Regions from separate parts of the Mus musculus genome. Here regions 2 and 3 are each linked to region 1. A link is a contact called in public Hi-C data. All regions are on one chromosome and are shown on one strand. Each heading gives the region's core, a stretch centred on a gene start, on an enhancer-like site or on the middle of the called end of the contact. The rest is flanking DNA. Distances are from core to core; before and after follow the strand shown.

Region 1 (2,930 bases), core at 155-2,654:
CCCCCCAAATGGTGGGTAAATTCATGCATAGCCCAGCATTGGCTGTTGCCATGAAGAACTGGGCATTCTTAGGCATGAGCCATCTCCCAGGTAAGTTCAGGTGCACTGAGGCAGGAGCAGGGGTGGTTTGGGAGGTCCTGTCTATAAAGTAGCCAACACAAGCATCCCTATGCTCCCCCAGACTATGGGCCTGCTGAGTCTCAGTCTCTCTCTCTCTCTCTCTCTCTCTCTCTCTCTCTCTCTCTCTCTCTCTCCCTCCTTTCCTTTCCCCCCTCCTTTATATGCACTGGCTGGGAGGAGGCAAGAAGCACCTACAATGTATGTTGCTTTTTTTTCATGTAATGTGTGAAGGCCACAGCAGTGGCCCCAGTCCAGCCTTGTAATAGCAGTGTGTATTCATTTCTTTTAGAGCCTCTTACAGAGTCAGCTGCGTTAGCTTTTGGCCCAAGTACAGCTATTGGAGATTCTGTCTCGTTACAAAGGAAAGAGACAAATACTTGCATTTTTACTGACAAACCAAAACACCTTTGAACCAAAAGGGTGATTTATCTGGGCTGAAAATAAAACCCGTGCCTACTGAAGTCTTGTGCAGCTGACTTATCACTATTTTGGTCCTATAATTTGTTTTATAAGGTAGTAATTAGCAGGGCAAAGTCTGTTGCCAGGAAAGTAAATCACATTTTGCTGTTTTCTTCTTTTCTAACAAGACACAGACCTTGTCTTCAGTTAAAGAGCAGTTGCAAGGGCACCAGCAAGAAGGGCAGAGATCAGATAGTGGTGGAACCTGCAGGGGAGGGCTCAGAAAGATGACGGGGACGGGGACGGTGGGGGGGGGGGAGGATTCCTCGGGTAAATCTCTGGAAAAAGAAACGGTTTCCAGTCTTGTCCTTTTATCTTGTCTTTTTTCTCGGCTCTGTGTTTCTTCCCTGGCTATAGCCAAGTGGCACAAACGCTATAAACACTCTTACAAAGAGAACTTCTCTCTCTCTCTCTCCTTTACAGATGCCCCAACCGCCCCTTCTCCGTGGCTTCTTCGTTTCAGTGGTCCTTGGCTCTGGCCTTTGCTATGTGGCTTATTGTCACTCACCCCTCGCCTTCCTTTTCCAGCTCACCCTCTTTCGCCTGGCCTCAGGCTCTCTTCAATCCTTTCTCTCTCTCTCCTCTCAGCCCCATCCCATTCCTGGAGGTATCTGGACTGGTAGAGACTCTGGCTTCTCCTTCCTTCTGGATCTCTCTGAAATGTTTCTGTGAGGGGTGGGGAAATGTCAAGAAGGATTGGCCTGGCGGGTGTGGCTAGTAATGCACTGAAACCAGAACCCAGAGCCTGACGTCACCGGACCCCGCCTGTCAATCTCGGGCAGGCGCGCAGCTCGCAGCTCGCAGCCTGCCATCTCTGCCACTGCCTCTCACTCGCAGCGAAGGTGGCTCAGCGACAGGCGACCAGTACTTTCCTCTTTGACGCGGGGCAGCCTTCTGCAGGCAGCTGCTCGGACCGCGCAGGGAGGATAGCCAGGCACACAGCCGCGGAGCGCATGACCAGAGACTCCCGGGATCCCTGACTCCCCAGGTGAGCAGCGGGCTCCTAAGGGTACTTTGAGCTTCTGGGGAAGGCGAGGGGGTAAAAGGCAGTCCTGGAGTGAGTCCGTCCAGGAGTCAAAGAATTGGAGCAAGGCTTGACCACTGCACCTTAGCAGATTCCCCCCTTAGCCTTTCAATCCCCAGTTCCAGACCTGGGGTCTCTGGCTCTCAAACTTCTCTTTCAGGACCGCGGACAGCGGCTTTGCCCAGCTCAGGCTTGCAAAGAGATGACTCTCTAGGTTGATTTGTTTTAGGGTGTTCATGCATGCTAGTGCGTAGTGGAATCTATCTATGCACCTCTGCCAAAGCTCAGAAACCCCGTATATTCCGTTCATTCATTCACTCAACAGGTGCTTATTTATTGGGGTTCTCACTTTTCCCCCACTTCCCCCACTGCGCTCCGTGCGTGTTCCTGAGGTGAGATAAGCAATTTAAGTGAAGCAGTTAGAGCGGGGAAAGTTCATCGGTAGCTTGGGCAGTGCACCTGACAATCTGCGGTCCCTTTTGTGCAGGGAGCAACATCTAGCGGCGATGAACGCTAGCGCCGCCGCGCTCAACGAGTCCCAAGTGGTGGCAGTAGCGGCCGAGGGAGCGGCAGCTGCGGCTACAGCAGCAGGGGCACCGGACACCGGCGAATGGGGACCCCCAGCAGCATCCGCAGCGCTGGGAGGCGGCGGCGGACCTAACGGGTCACTGGAGCTGTCTTCTCAGCTGCCAGCAGGGCCCTCGGGACTACTGCTTTCGGCAGTGAATCCCTGGGATGTGCTGCTGTGCGTGTCGGGAACTGTGATCGCAGGCGAAAATGCGCTGGTGGTGGCGCTCATCGCGTCCACTCCCGCGCTGCGCACGCCCATGTTTGTGCTCGTGGGTAGTCTGGCCACTGCTGACCTGTTGGCGGGCTGTGGCCTCATCTTACACTTCGTGTTCCAGTACGTGGTGCCCTCGGAGACTGTGAGCCTGCTCATGGTGGGCTTCCTGGTGGCGTCCTTTGCCGCCTCAGTCAGCAGCCTGCTTGCTATCACAGTTGACCGTTACCTGTCTTTGTACAACGCGCTCACCTACTACTCGCGCCGGACCCTGTTGGGCGTGCACCTCTTGCTAGCAGCCACCTGGACAGTGTCCCTCGGGTTGGGGTTGCTGCCTGTTCTAGGCTGGAACTGCTTGGCCGACCGCACGTCCTGCAGCGTGGTGCGCCCCCTGACACGCAGCCATGTGGCGTTGCTCTCTACTTCCTTCTTCGTGGTCTTTGGCATCATGCTGCACTTGTACGTGCGCATCTGCCAGGTGGTCTGGCGCCACGCCCACCAGATCGCTTTGCAACAGCATTGCCTAGCACCGCCCCACTTAGCAGC
Region 2 (2,930 bases), core at 251-2,750, 170 kb before region 1:
TTGAAGTTGTTATGAGTAATTCAGTTATATTTGCAAAGTAACTTTTACAATGCAGTGAAATATTCCTAGGTCAGACACTAGGGAACAAGGGTGTTAGGCCCAGATTATTTTCTTCCTGCCATATTTCTCTAATATATGAGTCTCAAAGTAACCATGCTTGGTGAGGTGCGCTATAATCACAGCACTTGGGGTGCTAAGGCGGAATGATCTTGAGTTCAAGGCCATTTGGACTACACAGTAAGTTTAAAGCCAGGTTAAGCTACACAGTGAGACCCTGACTCACAGAAACAAAAGCCAGAGATTTGGTTTATTGGTAGAACCCTTGCCCAGCATGTGTAAGGCCCAGGATTTGACTCCTAAACAACACACACACATACCACACATATCTACCACATAACTCCCCCCCCCATACATACCTACCACACACATATAACATACCTATCACACACACACACAAACACACACACACACACACACACACACACACACACACACACATTCTGAGCCAAATTTGCCATTTCTGAGCCAGAAACTCTTAATTATCTTTAACCTGTTTCTCCACTCATTTTTTTCCACCTCATATCTAAGAACCATCCTTAAATCCTTCAGGTTCCTTATCAGCCATCTTACCACAGTCTCCTGTGTTAGCAAATCTTGTTGACTCTGTGTCCTAAATACGAATGGAAGCCTTCTGTTATTTCCTGCCCCCCTCCCCTCCCATCTTCTCCTCTCTTCTGCCTTCCCTGCCTTTCATAGTGGGATCAAACTCAGGGCTTTTACATGCCACATAAGTATTTTGCTACTGAGATGTACCCTGAGCCCTCTCCACAGCAGACAGTTTGGGCAACAGCATCTCTCAGAAGCCACGGTGGCTCTGACTCATCTCGGAGTCTACTATCGCTACCTGCTGCTTGCTCGTAGGCTGTCTGGTTTATTTATTTTTCCCAGAGGAACTGCTTATGCTGAGGATGGTTTCTTCTTTATTGATTCTTTCTGAATTTCACATCATGTACCTTAATCCCACTCACCTTCTCATCCCTTTATGTCTGCCCTCTGCCCTTGCATCCTCCCCCACCAAAAAAAAAAAGAGAACAAAAAATAAAAATAAAATAAATAAATAAAAACAAAACAAAAGAGAAAGAAAGAAAGATCTTGCCATGGACAATACACAGTGTGTCATACAATATACCCTTTGCCCAAACATCTTTACTTTGAAAGGTTCATTGCCATGAGTCATTGGTCTGGTTCAGGCTTCTGGCTTCTGCTACACTATCGATACTGGGGCCTCAGTGGGACTCCTCTCGGATCTCCTGCTGCTGCAGCTTTGTTCTGCAGGACCTGCTCCTTCATGTGCTTTGGCTGTTCATAGGTTGGGTAAATTTAAATCTGGGCTTGGGTGGCAGCTGTCCTGCAGCTGAGCCCCAAGAGCCAGCACTCCTGTCTGCAGCAGCCAGCAAAATAGGCCAGCTCTCTCCTGCTCATGTGATCAGGGCCAGCTCTCTAGCACTGTCCTGGACAGGGGTGGGGGTCAGCTCTCCTGAGTGCTACAACTGGTGAGGGGTGGGGCTGGCTCTCCCATGCTCACATGATCAGGCCCAGCTCTCTTACACTGCAGGTGAGGGGCGCAGACAGCTCTGCACTTAGACATCAACGTGGCACCCCAGGCCAGGGGTGTCCGAACGGCCTTTGGTGGACACGTGGGCCATGGATATTAACACAGATATTCCTGCTCCTGCACGGCCATGGACCCAGACAAGGGCCTCCATGTTGGCACAGGCCGGGGCATCCCCGTGGCCTCAGGTGGCAGCGTAGACAGGCCTCCAGTTCTGCCTCACTTCATAGTGTACACAGTTCCTCTTCCCTTCCCTCCCATCTCTCCACCCACACTTAACTCAGCATTGTTGTGCTCACCCACGCCACATTCGGGCATGTATGCCTCTCAGGCAATGTGACTTCTATGTTCTAAAGTCAAGTCAGTACAGGAAAGCTGGCCAAGGCAGCTACCCACACAGACCCAGATTCAGGGCTCTGAACCGACCCACCCTAACATCCACCCTATCTATGCACTGCTGCAGCACATGAAGGGGCAGGTCCTACACATCCAAAGCTGCAGGGTCTCCATGGCACAGGGTAACAGCAGGGTATCTAAGAGGAGTCCCAGTGAAGTTTGCTATTGATAGTGTAGCAAAAGCCAGAGGCCTCAAACCAGACCAATGGCTCATGACAATGAGTGTTTGCAGTAAAGCTGTGTGGACAGAGGGTGTACTGTGTGACACACTGATGCACCACAGCTTCCATAGCAAGAGTTGTCTTGTTTTTTTATGTTCTTTTGTTGAGAGGTCACAAGGGCAGAGGGTAGATAAAGGGTGTGGACGGAACGATGAGTGGAACTGGGGTGCATGCTGTGGAATTCACATTCATTAAAATGCTTAAAAATTAAAAATAACTAAAAAATAAAGTTAAATCAGTCTTATCACTCTTCTCTTCAAAACAAACACAAACAAAGACACTTCCTGGGGTTTCCATTACTTTTAAAATCAATTTTCTTCCTATGACTTGGGAGCACGGGCTGTGGCTCCATCTGTCTGTAATCCTTGGCTCTTTCTGCTGCTACCACCCTGCCCCTTCCCTGGGCTTCACCCTGTTGTGGTTTTGCTCAGCTTGGTTCCCTTCAGGTCTTTGCAGTTAGGTCTGTAGACCACAACCTCCTCCCTTCCCTAACCACTCCACCGTGTCCCCTGGCTCTTCCCATCACACGCACACACACACACACACACACACACACACACACACACACACACACACTCACAAACCAGCTTCTTAATAAATTATAAAACTTCAACAGCCAGGTTCTTGTTAACCTTGTATCTGCAATAAAGAACATGGAAGGTTCTAGAAGGATTGATTTCCTTTCAATTAAACATATTATG
Region 3 (2,930 bases), core at 258-2,757, 130 kb before region 1:
ACATGCACAGATGTATATACTATATACAACTATATAGAGAAATACATATGTGTCTATTACACATTTTAATTATATAATATGAACATCCAATATCTTTATAGATACAAACAAAATATATTTGCATCTGTAGGTTGGTAATGATGCTTAATTACAAAGTATCTGGTGTTTATTCTAGACTTCTCCAACAGGGAGAATTTGACTCCAATTACTGCTTATTTGGTTAGTCCTCATATGTAATTAATCTCCCATCACCCCTCCTCCGGGATTGTCTCCAGTACAGTCCATTCAGACTGTGACTCCTTAATAGAGTCACCGACCTCAATGACGCCCTTCTCATCTTAAGTGTGCCCAGTACTCAACCCAGCTGCCCCAGTGCGTGTGTACCCTTATGCTGCTTGGGTTCTGGCATGCCCAGGCTGTCAAAGACTGCCTCCGTTTGCAGATGTCTGTCCATGGAATGGATGGCTTTCGTGCTGGGTCAAGTAGGAGGGGTGCAGGAGTGTGGCTCAATCATTTTGTAATGAGTTTCAACACTGAAGGAGCATCCTGTTCACTACAATTTAATTTGTCCCAGTTCTTGGGTTCCAGAAATCTGGTTATACTGAAGTCTCATGGTATCTTAATCACTGTCCTACTGCTGATTATTGGAATTGGTGTCAAGGAAACAAGCAGGGTCCTGTCACCTACACGTGAGAGGCAAGACACATGGCTGTTTCTGCACACACTGGATTTCTAGGAGTGAGAAGCCACACCTGCTGCTGTTCCAGGAAATGCAAGGACATAGGAGACACAAGTCCTAATGGTCTGCGTCTCAGAGGTGACCTGTTGCCCTGAGGGACTCCATATAGGAGCAGTCACATACTTTACCCTTTGAAAACACCTGTCTATGCTTGGTGCTACCTGTCCTTTGCTGTCAGAAGTGCCCCCTTTGAACAGACCAGCCCTGTGCAAGATGACCAACCCCTGTTGCCTGCAGGGCTCAAAGCCAAGCACTTTCTCATTAAATAGCTGTTGAATCTTCTAGTTAGAACCCTCAAAATGACCCAGCCAACTCTCACTGCTACTTCCCCAGTGTTTATATAGGCACGGCTGAGGCAGAACAGCTCGTTCACATTTGGTAGATAATATGTCCAGCTAATAGGAGGGAGGCTATACTGTTCACGAACTGCATCCTAAGTTGGAAGCATTTTACCTGCTTCAGGTCAGAAAACAATTATCATGCCTCATTTCCCTGACACCAGTTCTGTAAAAGGATACAAAGATACAAATGACAGTTTAATTTTAGAGTTCTCCAGGAGAATATAAAAAGTGAATCAAAAATACCAGTGACTGTGGCTTGAATATAAGAAGTATTGCCACTGCCGTTTGTGTGTGTGCCAGAAGTAGACTGTCCCTTCTGTCTCCTTGGAGAACAAACACATGTGCCTGCCTCAAGATGGGAGTCACCCACAACCCGGTACCTGCTGCAGCTGAGATAAGAGGCCTGGGGCGGGGTGTGGCTGGGTGTGCTTTATCATCTCGCTGGCTCTGATGGACAGGAGTCAGTCACAGACAGCGTGGTGCTCTGTTCTAGGCAGAGTGAACAGAGTGACTTAGCTTGGGGTTTTCCGGATCATGGCAGGGCAGTAGAAACAGACTGCAAATCAGACTTGCAGGAATCATTCCCTGAACCATGTGGCAGGCTGTCAGAGGGACTGCCATGCTGCCTTGGTCAGGAAGCTAGCTGTCACAGCAGCTGCTGGCTCCAAAACCAACCGCCTCCACCGTCTTGAGAAAGTCACTGCAGCTCTGGCCAAGTCAAGAGTGCAGCTGCCTTTGCCTCTGTCTACAAAGTAGATCGTTCTGTCCATGTGACCCAGTTACAAATCAAAGCAGCACTCGAATACCTCCGTAAAAGAGCCATGGCCACATTTTGAAATCAAATTCCAAGGGAGTCTGGGGATGGTTGGCTTTTAGTTTTTGTTTTTCCTTTTCAGTGACCTTGGTATACTGGAAGAGTCAATACTGCAGGATCTAATCTGTGCTGTCACTCTGTCCCTCTAGCCTCCTAGCTACCCACTCTTTGTTAGGGTAGAACATAAAAAGCCCCAGTCCTCTGAGTGCGTGCAGCTCTACTCTTCTGGCCGCTTGTGACCCTGTAACCACTAACAAAGACTGTCGGGATGCTCCCAGACACTGCGGTGGCAGGGAAAATAAACACCTTCAGGAACGCAGATAAGGGCTGCCCCATCTGAATGCCTGTGGTGGGTGCACCATCCCCAAGGAGAACAAGGACTGCCAGAGGAGAAGTGGGAGTGATCTTCTGAGGGAGCAGAGAGGGCATGGCAGTGCCAGTCAGCAGTGAGGCTGGCAGAGCCACATAGGCACAAGTCTTGTATTTAGTTGTCCATTTGGAATATGAGTGAAAAATATACTTTTAAGATAAATGTGTCTGATAGGTTTTTGTTTTCTGTTTATTTGATGTGTGTGTGTGTGTGTGTGTGTGTGTGCGCGCGCTCGCGCATGTGTGCATGCATACGTGTATGTGCATACTACTATGCTTGTGTGAAGGTGGGAGGACAACTTGGGGCATCAGCCCTCTCCCAACATGGGGGTTCTAGGGATCAAATCCAGGTTGTCAGGCTTCGAAGCCCACACCTATACTCACTGAGCCATCTTGCTAGCACAAATACAATAATTTTAAAACTCTATCTCCAAATGTTCACACAAAAGCGGAAATAGTAGGGTAGCAAAAGTAGTGATGTTTGTCACTAGTGATTTCTGTAACATGTATCTGATGGAAACCATTCAAAAAGAGGGTAGATCGATTTAGGGGGTCACGATTTCAGAATTATTAGTCCATGTGTGGCTGGTTCCATTATTTCTGGGTTGTGGCAAACCAAAGCCTTGTAAGCGGGGCGAGGCTGTTTCCCTTACAGCAGGCAGGAGGC

What was found. A called contact is a pair of places that touch in the nucleus more often than the background predicts.
Region 2: a contact with region 1 is called in a Hi-C map of cerebral cortex, with 2.2 times the contacts expected there. The contact joins the enhancer-like site here to the promoter of Gpr6 in region 1. A contact is called at or near these places in 9 of 39 promoter capture datasets (the 3T3-L1 cell line, 3T3-L1-derived adipocytes, cranial neural crest and 4 more), 5 of 484 Hi-C or Micro-C datasets (the N1E-115 cell line, cerebral cortex, cortical neurons and 2 more), 2 of 115 datasets of contacts at active chromatin or transcription factors (embryonic forebrain and forebrain) and 1 of 9 other capture datasets (embryonic stem cells).
Region 3: a contact with region 1 is called in a Hi-C map of cortical neurons, with 1.6 times the contacts expected there. The contact joins the enhancer-like site here to the promoter of Gpr6 in region 1. A contact is called at or near these places in 18 of 39 promoter capture datasets (the 3T3-L1 cell line, 3T3-L1-derived adipocytes, the C10 cell line and 13 more), 1 of 15 datasets of contacts at CTCF or cohesin (the NIH/3T3 cell line), 3 of 484 Hi-C or Micro-C datasets (cerebral cortex, cortical neurons and nephron progenitors) and 4 of 115 datasets of contacts at active chromatin or transcription factors (SST interneurons, embryonic forebrain, forebrain and 1 more).

The regions. Positions count from the first base shown.
Region 1 is chr10:41,070,764-41,073,693 of GRCm38.p6, reverse strand. It overlaps Gpr6 (G protein-coupled receptor 6), which reads left to right and starts at 1,404. Exons shown (of 2, transcript NM_199058.2): 1 at 1,404-1,567; 2 at 2,091-2,930. The coding sequence starts at 2,110.
Region 2 is chr10:41,244,246-41,247,175 of GRCm38.p6, reverse strand. All of the region lies in intron 15 of Fig4 (FIG4 phosphoinositide 5-phosphatase), which reads left to right. Among named protein-coding and RNA genes, the nearest start is that of Gm25526, 30 kb to the right of the region's middle. Within about 2 kb of position 1,500, at least 28 of the 459 cell types and tissues checked have an H3K27ac peak or open chromatin away from gene starts, as enhancers often do. A contact at or near this core is called in cerebral cortex and hippocampal neurons, where this site is marked.
Region 3 is chr10:41,203,663-41,206,592 of GRCm38.p6, reverse strand. The region is part of intron 22 of Fig4 (FIG4 phosphoinositide 5-phosphatase); the gene reads left to right. Among named protein-coding and RNA genes, the nearest start is that of Gm25526, 11 kb to the left of the region's middle. Within about 2 kb of position 1,507, at least 27 of the 459 cell types and tissues checked have an H3K27ac peak or open chromatin away from gene starts, as enhancers often do. A contact at or near this core is called in cerebral cortex and cortical neurons, where this site is marked.